3 separate regions of the Sus scrofa genome follow, and all the other regions are linked to region 1. Evidence: chromatin contacts called from public Hi-C and promoter capture Hi-C data. All regions are on one chromosome and are shown on one strand. The core of a region is the stretch at or near the end of the contact, and the rest is flanking DNA. Distances in the headings are between cores, read along the strand shown. Region 1 holds the start of SMARCA4 (transcription activator BRG1). Region 2 holds the start of CARM1 (histone-arginine methyltransferase CARM1). Region 3 holds the start of TIMM29 (mitochondrial import inner membrane translocase subunit Tim29).

Evidence for each region. Promoter capture Hi-C pulls out the DNA fragments that hold promoters and counts their contacts. Hi-C and Micro-C count contacts between places; a contact is called where the count stands out from the background.
Region 2: a Hi-C map of embryonic fibroblasts shows a contact between it and region 1, with 2.9 times the contacts expected there. The contact joins the promoter of CARM1 here to the promoter of SMARCA4 in region 1. A contact is called at or near these places in 5 of 47 Hi-C or Micro-C datasets (embryonic fibroblasts, epiblast stem cells, heart right ventricle and 2 more).
Region 3: a promoter capture Hi-C map of liver shows a contact between it and region 1, with 2.2 times the contacts expected there. The contact joins the promoter of TIMM29 here to the promoter of SMARCA4 in region 1. A contact is called at or near these places in 3 of 5 promoter capture datasets (fetal liver, fetal skeletal muscle and liver) and 4 of 47 Hi-C or Micro-C datasets (epiblast stem cells, heart right ventricle, liver and 1 more).

Annotation. Positions count from the first base shown.
Region 1 is chr2:69,714,961-69,720,002 of Sscrofa11.1, forward strand. It overlaps SMARCA4 (transcription activator BRG1), which reads left to right and starts at 2,215. Exons shown (of 34, transcript XM_021083849.1): 1 at 2,215-2,512. It overlaps LOC110259342 (a long non-coding RNA gene), which reads right to left. Exons shown (of 2, transcript XR_002341646.1): 1 at 2,386-5,042.
Region 2 is chr2:69,599,827-69,604,868 of Sscrofa11.1, forward strand. It overlaps CARM1 (histone-arginine methyltransferase CARM1), which reads left to right and starts at 2,295. Exons shown (of 15, transcript XM_021083821.1): 1 at 2,295-2,550. The coding sequence starts at 2,331. C2H19orf38 (protein HIDE1) reads left to right here. Exons shown (of 7, transcript XM_013994683.2): 7 at 317-934. The coding sequence ends at 463.
Region 3 is chr2:69,647,421-69,652,462 of Sscrofa11.1, forward strand. TIMM29 (mitochondrial import inner membrane translocase subunit Tim29) reads left to right here and starts at 2,250. Exons shown (of 2, transcript XM_003123205.4): 1 at 2,250-2,391; 2 at 2,469-4,949. The coding sequence starts at 2,298. The coding sequence ends at 3,157. It overlaps YIPF2 (protein YIPF2), which reads right to left and starts at 2,271. Exons shown (of 9, transcript XM_021083826.1): 1 at 2,060-2,271; 2 at 1,845-1,905; 3 at 1,311-1,468; 4 at 1,148-1,228. The coding sequence starts at 1,875.

The sequences.
Region 1 (5,042 bases), core at 965-3,464:
TGGCACAGGGAACTATATCCAATCTCTGGGGATGGACCATGATGGAAAATATTATCAAAAAAACAAAGTATATACATATGACTGAGTCACTTTGCTATACAGCAGAGATTGGCACAACATTGTAAATCAACTATAATTTCAAAAGAAATACATAAGATAATAACATAAAAAAAGAAGTACTGAATGAATGAGACCAAAGTTCAGATCCCATTTGCCCATTAACTGTGCACTATCCAACATCATGAACTAAGATTTGAGAACTCCCAGGTGGCATGCTTTCACAGATTCCTCATAACCAACCTGTGGAGGTGAGTGCTGTTACTGTTTCCATTCTACAGGTGAAGAGAAGGAAGTGCGGATGAGTCCAATAAATTTGCCTGGCGTCCCCCAGCTACTAACAATGGAGTCAAGTTTTCAACCCAGGTCTTTTTGATGTGAGCTGGAGATCTCAACTGCTGCTCTTTGCTGCGAGGGACTCACTTTGGGCTTGGAATGACCCAAAGACCTGACACAAAAAATACACTCTCAAGAGACATTCTCCGTTAACCTTTCAATAATAAAAAAAATTTTTTTTTTCTTTTTAGAGCTCCTGGGCTAGGGGGTGAAATGGAGCTGCAGCTGAGGCTTATGCCACAGTCATGCCAACACCAGATCTGAGCTGCATATATGACCTATACCATAGCTCAGCTTGGAGCAATGCAGGACCCTTAAACCACTGGCAAGGCCAGGGATAGAACCTGCATCTCATAGATACTATGTCTGGTTCTTAACCCAGTGAGCCACAACTTGAACGCCTAAAAAAAAAAAATTTTTTTTTTTTTAGGGCCACACCCACAGTATATGGATGTTTTCAGACTAGGCATGGAATCAGAGCTGTAGCTGTTGGCCTACACCACAGCAACACAGGATCCAAGCTGTGTCTGTGACCTGCACTATAGCTCAGCAATGCAGGATCCTTAACTCACTGAACAAGGCCAGGGATCGAACCTTCATCCTCATGGATGCCAGTCAGATTCGTTACTGATGAGCCACGATGGGAACTCCCTAAAAAAATTTTTTAAACTGTCTTGTGGGGGGGTGGGGGTGGCACACTACAGTAGATGCTGGGTATTCACTAGGGACTAAAATTGACAACATCATGCCATTTAAATTGAAGAGAAGGATGCTGTACAGCAGAAACTGACAGGATATTATAAATCAACTATAATAAAAAAACTTAAAAAGGTACCCAAGAAATGTGAAGGAAAGGGAATGGAGGCAGTGATCAAAGAGGAGGCAAGACTGGTGGAGGTGGTAAGTCAACTGAGACCTGAAAAATGAGGAAGAGTGGGCCTGGGAGAAGCAGGGATAGGGACAGTCACAGGCTGTGGGACTTGACTTTGGGGAGCATTTGCTCAGTTGTGGGGCTAAATGAGGTGGGGCTGGAGATACTTTAAAAACATAGAGGAAGCCGCCTACAAGCTCTAGGCCTTCATACTTCTAACAAGGCTCTCTCCCTCACTGCTTTTACTACTGGACTCAAATGTCTTCCCAACGCGGCCTTCCCTAGCTGCCGCTTTAAAATTTCCACCACTTTTCATGTCTCCATTTCAACACAGTGTATTTTATATTTTACTTGGTTCTCTTGCCTCGCGCCTGCCTCCCCCATTAGATCATGAGAGCCACAGCAGCTGAAATTTTATGTCCGGTGCCGCAACTCAACAGCAAATCAATAAATATCTGCTAATTAATAGCCTTACATAGGCTCTGCACAAAAGACAGCCACAGTCCGTACCCGTCAGACTGCCCAAAGGGCACCACATCCCCCCTACCAAGGATGAAAACGGTTCCTAAGTTCGCCCTTGACCCGGAGGCCGGCTCTGCTCATCTCTGGCCCAGCCTCCCCGCCTCTTCCCCTCAAGCACTGCCTTGCATCCTCACTTCCCGGTCTCAGGGCCCCTCTGCCACCCCTTCCCCAAAGACCCTGCCGCCATCCAGTCCCATCCCCCAGCCACCCACCACCACCATCACTACCACCACCACTACCGCCGCCGCAGTGGCGCCCGCTCTGCGCATGCTCGGAGCAGTGGCGACGCACGACGTGCGGAAGGCGAAGAACCACCCCCATGCGCAAGCGCAGGCGCGTCCCGCACAAAGTAGGGAGGTGCGTCCGGGGCGCTAGCTCTCTCTGGCCCCGCCCCCTCCCCACCCCACCCCCGCGGCCGACACGCACGCGCTCTAGGAGCGGAAGGGCGGGCGGGCACGCGCACGAGACCGGGCGGGCGGCGGAAGCGGGAGAGGCGCTTAGTGGTGGGGGGGAGGGGAGGTGACGAGTGCGCGCGCAGCGGGGGCGCGGGTGGCGTGGGGGGGGCGGCCGAGGCCGGCGGGCGCGCGCGCGAGGCTTACCCTCGCTTGGCGGCGGCAGCGGCGGCTTCTTTGTTTCGTGAGAAGAGGCGAGACGCCCATTCTGCCCCCGGCCTCGCGCGGAGGGGCGGGGGCGGCGCCAGGAAGGCGACGGCACCGGCGACTCCCGGTAAGGAACGCAGATCGCGGGGGGAGCGCGGCGCGGGGCTTGGGAGGACGGTTTGAATGGAGCCGGGGTTCCGAGGGGGGAGGGGGCCGCCGGCGCCCGGAGCAGGGCCGGGGTACGGCGGCGCCCGAGGGTCAAGACGCCTGGCCTGCACCGCGCGCGCGGGGAAGGCCACAGTGCATCGAGGCCGCGGCGGCTACAGTATCCGCGGCGGGTGGGGTGGGGGCCCGGGCCGCGTGGAGGCCGCGCGCCCCTCGCGCGCGCTCTCGCCGGGGTCGCCGGACAAAGCTCTTCGCCCAGTCGGCGGGCCACGGGCCCGGCCCCCATCGCGGTCTCAGCTGCGGCTATAACAATAGCCAGGCGTCCGGGCTATTCTGGCTACGTTGTAACGGGTCCGACTCGATTGTTGCCTTTTAACAAGGCTGCGGTCATCGCTCAGTAGGAAAACCCCCAGATATGTCCAGCGTCGCCTGGACATGAACATTAGCAGCACAATTGGTTTAGATGACCTAAAATTTCATTTTTAAAAAGTCAATTTTAGGTTTTCAAGGCAAGGTAAATAACTCTTTCAGCCCCTTGTAAAGTAGTGACTCCAGAATGTTTGCCTTAAATCGGAGGATCCGCAGCTAGTCGGGAAGGACCGGGAGAACTGCTGTTGAAAGCTTTGTTTTAGTTTTCCATCCTTTTCCCTTCCTCGCAATTGATTTTCCAGATTAACGCTTTTATTTAAGATGTGGATCTTTAAGGAGAAGGTGTTTTGTGCCGATCTTGAAGACTAGCCTAGGTAGCCACCCCACGCCCCCACCCCCAGTGAATCCTTAGGTAAAGTAGGGAATAATGTTAGAACCACTTCCTAGGAATTTGAAGTAAGTTTTCACTTTCAATTGACAGACTGGAGTTGGGTTTGATTTCTGGCGTTGCTGGTTACTTAGCTATGTGACCTTAGGCAAATAACTTAATTTTTCTGAACCTCTTAGTTTCCTCATTTGTGAAATGGCAATAATGCCACAAATGGAGTTGGTGAAAGCCAATAAAATGGTTCCTGGTTAGAGGGAAGCACTATTTTGTTGTTCAGTCCAATCTCCTCCTTTATTGTTAAACAAAAGTTTGTTGAGTCCCTACTGGGTGTTAGATGATTGGAGGTTGGATGCCTTGGGAGCCTCTCCAGCCTTGTAGGGGAACAGGTGGTAAATGTGGGGACTACTCCCCTTGGCCTGTCATGTGAGAGGAACACAGTGGATGGATGCCCAGTGATGGGAGTCAGAGATTAGGGAGGTTGCGTGGAAGAGGAGCCTTTACTGAGGATCAGGGAGGATGTCCAGGTTGCATTTGACCATCTGGGACCAGTCATTGCTCCCCTCTGCTATTCTCACATCACCTTGATCCTTTCTTGTGTAGCAGTTATCTGGGTTTGTAATTACACATCTATTCTTTTCCAAGGGCCATCAGAGCTCTCACAGCTCTGTCTCCCTGATCTCCTGAAGCACGTAGTAGGCCCTTAGCAGCCATTTGTGGATGAAGAGGAGGGTGTTCAGGAGGATTGAGTGAAGCTGTGTGTGAAGTGCTTGGCCCACGACTGAAAGTGGGTTGTAGGCGATAAATGTTAGTTGTTGGAGGGTTTTTGTTGTTGTTTTAACTTTCTAGGCCATTGTTTCCCAAACCTCATTCCCCCAAAAATGAAGATGTAGGGCTGTGGTTAATATGAGGTGGTGGTGTGGAGAGCTAGTTCTGGAATCAGACCTCCTGGATTTATACCCATCTCTTAATCCTAGTTTGACCTCAAGCAAGACACTTAACAGTAGACTCCCCTCTTGTGAAACAGGTACGATAGTGGTGTCACCTCAGAGAGTTATTGTGAGAGTTCAAAAGACAGTGTGGGAAGTGGCTTACCATCTGCAGAGCCTGACATGTAATGAGCCCTCAACTTATTGGTGTTTATATTATTTATATATATGTAAATTAGCTGTATAAAAAAACTGAAAACATAATTTAGAGTCATTCTGTATTCCAGAAATCCCGGGTTTGATGTGCTGGTTATATATATTTTCCTAATTTTCTTTAAAATCAATGCATACATAATTGTGACAATAATAAACATTGCTCCACATGCCACTTAAAATCATTTTGTGTCCAACCCGTCAGGAGATGGTGATCTTGAAGGTTTTTGAGCCCAGGGGTGGTTGTGAGCTGACCTCACCAGAGCTTTAGCGGGGGGGCAGTGCAGTGGTCTCCAAATTTGTTGTCAGTGAAAAGCACTTCAACAGGAACACATATTTATTTATTTACCTTTTTTACCTCTTGTGGGTCCTCAAACGTTGGGTTGTAACCCCACACCAGCTCCATGTCCTAGCTCTTTGTGATGTGGGAGACGGGGAGGGACTGGGTGTGTTGGGTGAATGTCTGGTGAGAAGATTTTGCCAGTGGAGAAACTGAGGTCCAGAGCTCTCCAGTCAAACATCCAGGTCTGACGCCTAGCTTTGCTGCTTCCCTCTTGGTGCCTCAAGGAAATAGGGGTGACAGTGCCTGGCGCTTT
Region 2 (5,042 bases), core at 1,045-3,544, 120 kb before region 1:
CATCTTTATGCGTTATAGCCACCCCAGGATGGAGGGTACTGGCATTCTCCCTCATTGTACAAAAGGGGGAAATGAGGCGTAAATGGGTTGATCACACCACTGGGAAAATGTGGAGCTGGGATTTGAACCCAGGCTGTCTGGTTCCCTAGTCAGCACAGAGGAAGTCAGAACAGATGGCAGGATCCGGGCTCTGAAGCTGTGTGTGGGGGTGAAATGAGACCCCATGGACTTGGCGAATTTCAGTCGCAGAACATGGGACAACCTAAGATCCTGAAACCTCAAATCACATGGTTCTCTATTTTTCCTCCACGGATAGAAAATGACTTCAGAAGAAGATGCAGCCACGGTGGATGCTCCCTCAGGCTCCAATAAGACACCTGACAACTCTGGGCCTTGGAAGAGGACTAACTCCACGTCATCCTCACCTGAGCCTCCTGAATTCAGCACTTTCCGGGCCTGCTAGGGGGATCCCTCTCTCTATGTCTCTGTGCCCTCCATTCAGCCCTCTCCCTGAGCTGGCCGGCCTATTTGGTGCCTCAGGCCCCTCCAGCTACTTTGGGGACTTCTGGCTGCTGCTTACTCAGGGAAGTGAACAGAGGCGATTAAGGGGAACCCTGGCCTTGCAGAGGGGCAGGGGTGGGAGAACGAGTGCAAGCACTGGCCTAGAGGCTGGATGGAAAGTAGGAAGCCTCTCTTTGGATTCCCAGCTTCCCAGGCCACCAGTGAAGGAGATGTTAGGTTCCCTGCTGGCCCTTTGCTGGGGCACTGTGAAGTCTGAGCTCTCTGCACACCTCTCTGGTTTCCTCCTTCTATGCCACACCTAACTTGACCAACCTGGCTGGTTTTCTGGAGCATAGGGTACCTGGGGGTATATTCTGTGTGCCCTGCTGGCATGCCTAAGTTATTAATTATAATGTGTTGAGCTGTTCTCAAAGTCTCGATGGAATGTACTCCTTCAAGCCCGGGGCTTCTGGGGTCCAATCACTGATTGTAGCACTCAGTGTGGTGTATGGGGAAGCTCTCGGGGGTGCGTGGATGGGGTAGTACCACGTGGGCCTCAGCTAAATTCTTTGTATTGGTGAGCACAGGAGGTGGAATGATGGTGGGGTGGAGGAAGAGGAACATTGGGAAGGACAGTACTAAATGAGCAGGTCTAGGTTAGAGAGGCAGCTGGAGAATGTGGCTGCAAACCCCTTTGGAACTCCCCCAAAGAGAATGGGCCCCTGGACCAGTGGAGGGGGGAACTGGAGGGAAGACAGATATGTGTTTGTGTGTGTATGGAAAGGGGCACTTGGCCCCGATTTGCTGGCCAGCCATCATTCGGGGCAGGGAAAGTAGAAGAGGAAAGGGGCTAAAGGAGGGGTCCAAGAATTTTTTGTAGGGGAGAAGACAGTGAAGGGCTGAGGATGGAGGAGGAGGGCCCTAGAGTAAGGGGCTGGAGATGATGGAGTGGAGCGGAGGAGTGGCTGAGTGCTCAGGCAGGAGTTCCCGGTGGGGTACTGGGGTCAAGTCCTAACTCAAACTGTTTTTCCATCCCGCCGGCTGCGGCTGGGGCGTGTCCCTACGTCCTGTCCCCGCCCCTCACTCCGGTCTTCCCCTGAACCCAGAGCCTCACAAAGCAAGCGGGAGGGAACAGGACCGGTGTAGGGGCGGGGCCTCTTCGCAGCTGGACCCCGCCCCTCAGCGTGTCACCTCACAAAGCCGGGAGGGGCAACGGGCGGACCCAAGCTTCAGGGGCGTGTCGGAGCTGCTGGGCGTCAGGTCCGCCCCCGCCGTTTTTCTAGCTGGGGAGCCACCTCTCTGGGCACGACTGTCGGGGCGGGGCAAGGGGGCGTGTCCGGGGCATAAGCACCGTCCCCCTGACGCGCGTTCCGGCCCCCTCCCTCCCCGGGCCTCGGCGGCCTCACTGCCTCACAAAGCACCGCCGGCAGTTCAGGCCGCGCCGGGCGGGGGGCGGGGCCGAGGCCCAGGGGCGTGTTCGCGCCGCAAGCACCTCCCCCGACGTACGCTCTTGTCCCCGCTGTTCCTGGACCGCGGAGTCACCTCACAAAGCGGCGACCGCTCGCGCGGGGCGGGGCGGGGTTGGGTGGGGCAGGCCCCGCCCCTCCAGCGTGCTCCCTCCCAGCGCCCAGGGCCGCCGGCAGGGGGCGCTGCGCCACGGGGCCGGGCAGCAGCCGCGGTGGCGGCGAGGCGGCGCGTGGCCGGCAGGCGGCGCTGCCCGGCTCGGCCTCTGCCTCGGCCTGCGCGGCGGCGGCAGCGGCGGCAGCGGCGGCGGCCTGGGCCCGGGCGCGGCGGCGGCGGCGGCGGCGGGGCCTGGAGCCGGATCTAAGATGGCAGCAGCGACGGCGGCGGCGGGGCCGGGCGTGGGCGGCGCAGGGGCGGCCGGCCCGGGTGTCGCGGGGCCCTGCGGGGCCGTGTCCGTGTTCCCCGGCGCCCGCCTCCTCACCATCGGCGACGCGAACGGCGAGATCCAGCGGCACGCGGAGCAGCAGGCACTGCGCCTCGAGGTGCGCGCCGGCCCGGACGCGGCGGGCATCGCCCTCTACAGCCGTGAGTGCGGGGCTCCGGGGCCGGGCCGAGGGCCGGGTTGCGCGCGGGGGCTGCGCACGAGGCCGGCAGGGCGGGGGGCCCAGGGCGGGAGGGACGCGACCACAGTGAGGGGCCCGGGGCCCCGAGGGTGAGGGGCCCTGACTCGTGGGGGCCTGGGGTGGGGTCCTTGGGGCCGAGCCGGGGGAGTTAGGTGTGCGGGTCCCCGAGTTGAGGGGTGTGGAGGGACGGTGTCAAGCGGCAGAAAAAGAGGGCGTGCGTGGTGGCCAGAGGTGAGGTGCCCGGACTATGGAGGGAAGCGGGAAATGGGGGAGTAGTGAGGGCCCTGAGATTGGGAGGGGGTGAGCAGGAAGTGGGGGGCCGCGAGTGGAAGGGAGAATTCGCAGGAAGCTGGGGTTGTGGAGGCTGGGTGGGAGGGGAGGGGGCCTGAGGCGTGGGAGAGGTGGGAGTCTGGGGGCGGGTGTGGCCGCCCTAGCTGGGAGGAGGGGGTGTGTGGCCACCTCGGGAGACCCTCTGAACTGCCAAGGACGGTTGGAAAGTGGTGCCCAGCCTGGAGGACCCTGTGCCACCCATCCGGAGGGCTTGGCAATCCGGACCCCCGAGTGGGAAACTTCTAGATCTGAGGAGAGGGCCCATGCGAGGTTGGTGCGAGCCACTGGCTGTGAGCCTCGTGGATACGTGGATGGGTAGGGTCCCTTCTTGATGCCCGGCTCTGAAGTAAGGGGTAACATTGCCTCCTTCTTCGCCACGGTCCTCCGATTTTCCTTTTTGGGGATGTGAGAAGTGGGCTGAATTTTCAGAAGCGAGTTTCAAAACTGACATTTCGGTGGGGGGAAAAAATTACAAAGGTGTTTGCCGAGGACTCTGCTTCTTTGTAGTTTATCCTTTTTCTTCCTCTTGTTACTCTTTCTTATCTGTTGTCTTCTGTCAGGATTCCGCCTTCACATTTTGTTATACTGTTACACTTAGCTTTGTCTCTCCGGGTTTCTTGCCCTGATGCTCTGGGGAGTCACTGAGGAGGCCTTTCCTGGCTTTGGCCTCTGTGAGTTTTCTGCCACTTTGGGAACAGGGTTTTCTGAAGGGAAGTGTATGGAGCTCAGGCAGAGGGTGCTCCCCACACCTCAACTTGGAAAACCCAAATAAGGGAGCTCCCAGTGTTGCATGACTTTTTTGACTTTCTTGGACCAGATGAGGAGAGAGAAGGGTATCCCGGGGGGGATTGGAGCTCAGGACAGACACTTAAGCCCAACAGGATCCCCCAGATCGTAAGCATGGCTGTTTATTCAACCAGCATTAATAGGGTGGAGAACAGTGTAGGGCAGCGTTTCTCAAACTAGGGTCCCAGGGCTGATCCTCAAAGGAGTTCCACAGGAGTTGGTTTTTCTTTGTAAATAAACTTCTTTTGATTTTTGAAAGGTTTTAGGTTTATTGAATTACTAGGAAGGTAGTACAAAGTGTTCCCACCCACTCTACACGTAGTCTTGAGGTCTTGCCTCTGTACGTCTTTCTCTGGGATAGTTTTTGCTTTTGTGTTGTTTTGTGGATACACACAGAATTGTTATTGGTTCTAAAAAGAACCCTTCTCTTTTATTTATTTATTTTTTTTGTCTTTTTTTTTGCTAATTCTTGGGCCGCTCTCGCGGCATATGGAGGTTCCCAGGCTAGGGGTCTAATCGGAGCCGTAGCCACCAGCCTACGCCAGAGCCACAGCAACGTGGGATCCGAGCCGCGTCTGCAGCCTACACCACAGCTCACGGCAACACCTGATTGTTAACCCACTGAGCAAGGGCAGGGACCGAACCTGCAACCTCATGGTTGCTAGTCGGATTCGTTAACCACTGCGCCACGATGGGAACTCCCCCCTTCTCTTTTAGAGATCATTTATAACAAGCCTTGGGAGTTCCCATCGTGGTACAGTGGGAACGAATCCGACTAGGAACCATGAGGTTGTGGGTTTGATTCCCTGGCCTCGCTTGGTAGGTTAAGGATCCGGCGTTGCCCTGAGCTGTGGTGTAGGTTGCAGATGCGGCACGGGTCCTGCGTTGCAGTTGCTGTGATTGTGGTGTAGGCTGGCAGCTGTAGCTCTGACGACCCCTATCCTGGGAACTTCAGTATGCTGTGGGTGCGGCCCTAAAAAGCAAAAACAAACAAACAAAAAACCAAAACCAAAAAACAAAAACTGAAGCCTTGTCAAGAGGAGAAAGTCCATGTTTCTCAAACTGAGTATCTCTGTCTGGGATGATAAAATCTTGGATATGAAAGAATCTTTTCCCCTTTCTGTTCAAGGATCATTGATGCAGGGTTGAGAGTCAGGGTTCTGGAGCTGGCTGACTCTGGTTGTATTAGTTCCCTCCGGCTGTTGTAACAAACTTAGTGGCTTAGAACATCAGGAATGTATTCTCTCATAGTCGAAAATCAAGGTGTTGGCAGGGCCACACTCCCTCCAGAGGTTCTAGAGGAGGCTCTTCTTCCAGCTTTCAGTGGCTCCAGGCTCG
Region 3 (5,042 bases), core at 1,000-3,499, 68 kb before region 1:
CTCCTTAGGGGTTCCTTCCCTGCTGACCTCCCACCTCCTCTCCACACCACCAAAAAGGGCTCTTCCCTGTGGGTTTCCTTTTTTTTTTTTTAAATAAAGGTTACACCTGCAGCATATGGAAGTTCGCAGGCAAGGGGTCGAATCAGAGCTACAGCTGCTGGCCATAGCCACAGCCAGGCGGAATCGGAACCACATGCGCAAGCTGCACCGCAGCTTGAGGCAACACCAGATCCTTAACCCAATGAGTGAGGCTAGGGATCAAACCCACATCTTCATGGATAGTAGTCAGATTCTTAACCCGCTGAACCACAATGGGAACTCCTCTCTGGTTTCTAACGGGCTATTCCCATGGCCTGGAGCCCTTCCCCTGGCCAGGCCCCACTCACTATCCCAGTGTCCCACCACTCTAAAGAACACTTCTGGGCCTGCTATCTTCTTTGCATCTCCTTCCTCTCAGAATCCGTGTCCTGGACTCCCCTTTTTGCTCTCTCCTCCCTGCCCCCATAAGGATCGGCAACAAATCCCGGGCGTTCTCATTCACGTGTCTCTCCCAATATGTCCCCTATTCTACAACCTTGGTTTAATATTATCTCCCTGTCCTGGGGCCTCCGATCCGTGTTCCACGCTACTCAATTCTCTCCCCCTCTAAACTCTTCCATGACCCCCCAGCACCGTTAGGATAAAACCCAAACTCCCTAACAAAGCTCAAGAGACCCCTGTGACCTGGATTCTCTCCACCTGTCTCCCATTTCACTCTCCAGACTGAGTGATACAAGGCCTCTGCAGTAGTTTTTGTCTTCTCTCATTACTGCTCCTCTACCTATGCTGTTTCCTGGGCCTGGAACGTACTTAAGCTTCCTTCCACTCTGCCTGGCTAAATCTACCTTCTCCTTTAAGTGTCAGCAAATTCCTCATCTCTCCCAAGGGGTCCTTCCCTAACCCACCATATCACGTGTGTTCCCTGTCACACATCAAAATCCTTGCAGTCCACACAGTTACATCTACCAGCCTGGGTAGGACTCTTGTTCTCTCATATGAGTATTGCTAGCACTTGCTCAGGGCCTGGTGCGCAGGAAATGCTCAGTGACTAGTGGCTGAACCCCAAGTGTGACTCTGAGCCCCATTCCACCAACTCCCCGGGTCTGACCTGTGAAGTGTCCACGTCAAAGAATGTCTGATAGTAGCCAAAGGTCCAGAAACCAGGCTGCTGCTTCTCCTCCTGTAGGAGCTGAACAGTGTGGGCTTTCAGTGAGGGGTGAAGGGCAGCAGGGACTAGACAAAGGCAGGGCACAGAGACTTAGGGGACCCACCGCTGCCTTGTCACTCTCCTCTGCATCATCCTCAGTTCCATAGCTGCCCCCTGAGCCCATGGCCACAGCCACATGCCCCTGGGGGGTCAACTGATCACTTCTGGTGGTGGTCGCTTCTGGGGTCTGGGCCAGCAAATTAGTGGCTTCCTCGAACTCTGCTGAGAAGGAATATGGGACACAGGTGTATTTGAAGGGGTCAAGACAATTTGGTTCTGCCCACTGCTCATCTGGGGGCCAAGACTAACTGTGACCACCTCGGTGTTCCCCCCAACCCAGGGTACAGCTTCCTCAATTTTGGGGAGTGGGAAAGAGGTGTGTCCCCTTCCCCTCACTCCTAACACTGGACCGCAATTGAGGGCTGGTATGGGGTAGAGGCTCAGGTTTGAGGTCTGAGTTTAGGGCTGGAGCGAGGTTCCTGCCTGGGTCAGGTTTCACAGCTGACTGGGATTCCGGTTAGATGTGAGCTGGGACCTGGATGGGAGGTTCTGGCCAGTGGAGGGAGTAGGAGTGGGGTCAGACCGCGGCGGCACTCACCGTGGAAGGCCAGCTCGTCCGCCGCTGCCATGATCACTCAGGGGCGTCGCCGCATCCCGCTCTGAGGAGAGAGGCCAATCAGGCCCACCCCAACCCCACTCAGCGCCACTCCTTGAAGCCAACCCTCAGCCCCGAGCCCCGTTTGGCGGCTGACCGTACCGCAGGGGCGTGAACACAGCACTCCCGCCCCCCAGGTGCACCCCCGCCCACCTCACCTGAGGCCGCCTCAACTGGCGTGGCCGGTACTCTCTGCGCCTGCGCGACCCGCCTACCAGCCGGGGCAACCCCAGTCGGACCCGACAGCAACATCCGGCGTCGGTCCGTTTTCTATCGTCTTCCGATGGGAAACTACCTCCGGAAATGTTGACGCTTGCGCAGAAGATATTCACCGGATCTTTTTGTTTCGCATACCAGGCGTTTCTTTTCGGAGTAGGGACGCCCAGCCGGAAGAGGATGGCGGCCGCTGCACTGAAGAGGTTGTGGTCCCGAAGCCGTGGGGAGGCGGGGGACGCTGCGGCTGCAAAGCCTGGCGTGTGGGCGCGGTTGGGTGAGTAGAGGCGCTAGGCGGTGGGGGTGGGGGGCCGCAGCGGCCCGACCGCCCTCATCGCGCTTCTCTCCTCTCAGGAGCTTGGGCCCGCGCGCTGCTCCAGGACTACGCAGAGGCCTGCAGAGACGCGGCGGCGGCAGCGCGAGCCCGGCCCGGGCGTGCAGCCGTGTACGTGGGGCTGCTGGGCGGCGCGGCGGCCTGCTGCGCCCTGGCGCCGAGTGAGGCAGCCTTTGAGGAGGCGCTGCTGGATGCGTCGGGGACGCTCCTGCTGTTGGCGCCGGCCACACGCAACCGCGATTCTGAAGCATTTGTGCAGCGGCTGCTCTGGCTGCGGGGTCGCGGCCGCCTGCGCCACGTGAGCCTGGGCCTCTGCTCGCTTGTGTACGAGGCGCCGTTCGACGCCCAGGTCAGCCTCTACCAGGCCCGCTGCCGCTACCTGCAGCCCCGCTGGGCGGACTTCCCGGACCGGATCTTGGATGTGGGCTTCGTGGGCCGCTGGTGGGTGCTGGGGGCCCGGATGCGCGACTGCGACATCAACCACGACGAGTTCCTGCACCTGCCGGCACATCTACGCGTCGTGGAGCCCCACCAGCTGCACTCGGAAGCCAACGAGCGGCTCTTCGATGAGAAGTACAAGCCTGTAGTGCTCACCGACGATCAGGTGGATCAGGCGCTGTGGGAGGAGCAGGTCCTGCAGAAGGAGAAGAAAGACCAGCTCGCCCTGAGCCAAGCCGATCCCCTGGCGCCCTCGGAAGTCGCTAGATGAAACCCATTGCGGCCTGGGTCCTGACCGGATCCTGAGCCCAAGCAGACTGCCGATCAAGGATTGTGCCGTTGGTGAGAATCAGCCTCAGACGTAGAGCGATGGAAATAAATTGTGTGCAGTGATCTCTCCGTGGGTTTTCACAAAATTGAGGGCCTCCCTCTCACCTGTTCCTTGTGAGTTGACGCTAATTCAGAGCCTCCTTGGTCTTGGAGTTGGGAAGAGCAGAAGGACATGCCTTGTAACATTTATCACTGCCAGAGTTAGTGAGGAGCCTTAGATGGAAATAAGCCTTTGCACTGGGCTTAAAGATTCCTCCGACTGAGGTATCACAGTTGTTAGGTGACTCCCAAGCTCTCCTAAGAACTTTTAGATTTTCTTTTTTCTTTTTTTTGTTCTTTTAGGTCCGCACCTACGGCATATGGAGGTTGCCAGGCTAGGGGTCTAATCAGAGCTGTAGCCCCTGGCCTACACCATAGCCACAACAACGTGGGATCCAAGCCGCATCTGCGACCTACACCACAGCTCAGGGCAACATTGGATCCTTAACCCACTGAGAGAGGCCAGGGATGGAACCTGCAATCTCATGGTTCCTAGTCCGATTTTTTCACAATGATGGGAACTCCTAGATTTTCATTTTAAAATTTGAACTGAAATGTTTATCCTGTTTCCATGACTAAAATGTTTTTTTAAATTAATTTTTAAAAAATTTATAATTTCAGGAGTTCCCGTCGTGATGCAGTGGTTAACGAATCCGACTAGGAACCATGAGGTTGCGGGTTCGGTCCCTGCCCTTGCTCAGTGCGTTAACGATCCGGCGTTGCCGTGAGCTGTGGTGTAGGTTGCAGACGCGGCTGGGATCCCGCGTTGCTGTGGCTCTGGCGTAGGCCGGTGGCTACAGCTCCAATTAGACCCCTAGCCTGGGAACCTCCATATGCCACAGGGGCAGCCCAAGAAATAGCAAAAAGACAAAAAAAATTTTTATAGTTTCAGAGGAGACTGGAAAAATAGACATCCTGTGTATCTTCACCCAGCTTCCCCCCCCTCCCCCCCCCCCCCCGTCATAACTTATGTAATCATTACCAACCCAAGAAATTAACATTGGTATGATTATTTGGATTTTACGACAAAACTTTTTGCAAAAACAACCTCCCCTGACCCTATTTTTTTAGGGCTGCACCCACAGCAAATGGAAGTTTCAGAGTCTAGGGGTCACCTCAGCCACAGCAATGCAGGATCCAGTCAGCATCTGTGACCTATACTGCAACTTACGGCAACGCCGGATCCTTTAACCCACTGAGTGAGGCCAGGGATCGAACCCTCATTGTCCTGGATAATAGTTAGATTCTTAACCCACTGAGCCACAACAGAAACTCTAAAAACAACCTGTTTTTGGAAAGTTCCCATGTGGCACAGTGGATCTGGCATTGCCATAGCTGTGGCACATACTTTGGTGTGGATTTGATCCCTGGCTGGGGAACTTCCAGATTCCGCGGGTGTGGCCAAAAAGAACTCTCAAAACCAACCTGTTTTTACCATGTGTGTACTGATACTGATGTTAAATGACAAGGAGGGACAAAGCATTTTCTGATCTGGAAATCAACATGGAATCCTAGTTTCTGGTTATGTTTTACTTCAATAACCCTGAAAACACAGAATTCTATAGAAAGGACATGTTGGTATTCAGAGCTGGGTTATGATAATCATACTTTTAAAACTAAAATACTATAGGAATGAGACTACCTCTGTCACCTATGTGACCTATAGCTAGTTAATAAACCAAGACATGAAATAACTTTGTTGTGGCATTGTGTTTATCTTTTTTTCCCCAGTTTTTAAAGTTTTATTGAAGTATAGTTGATTACAATGTGATAATTTTTGCTGTACA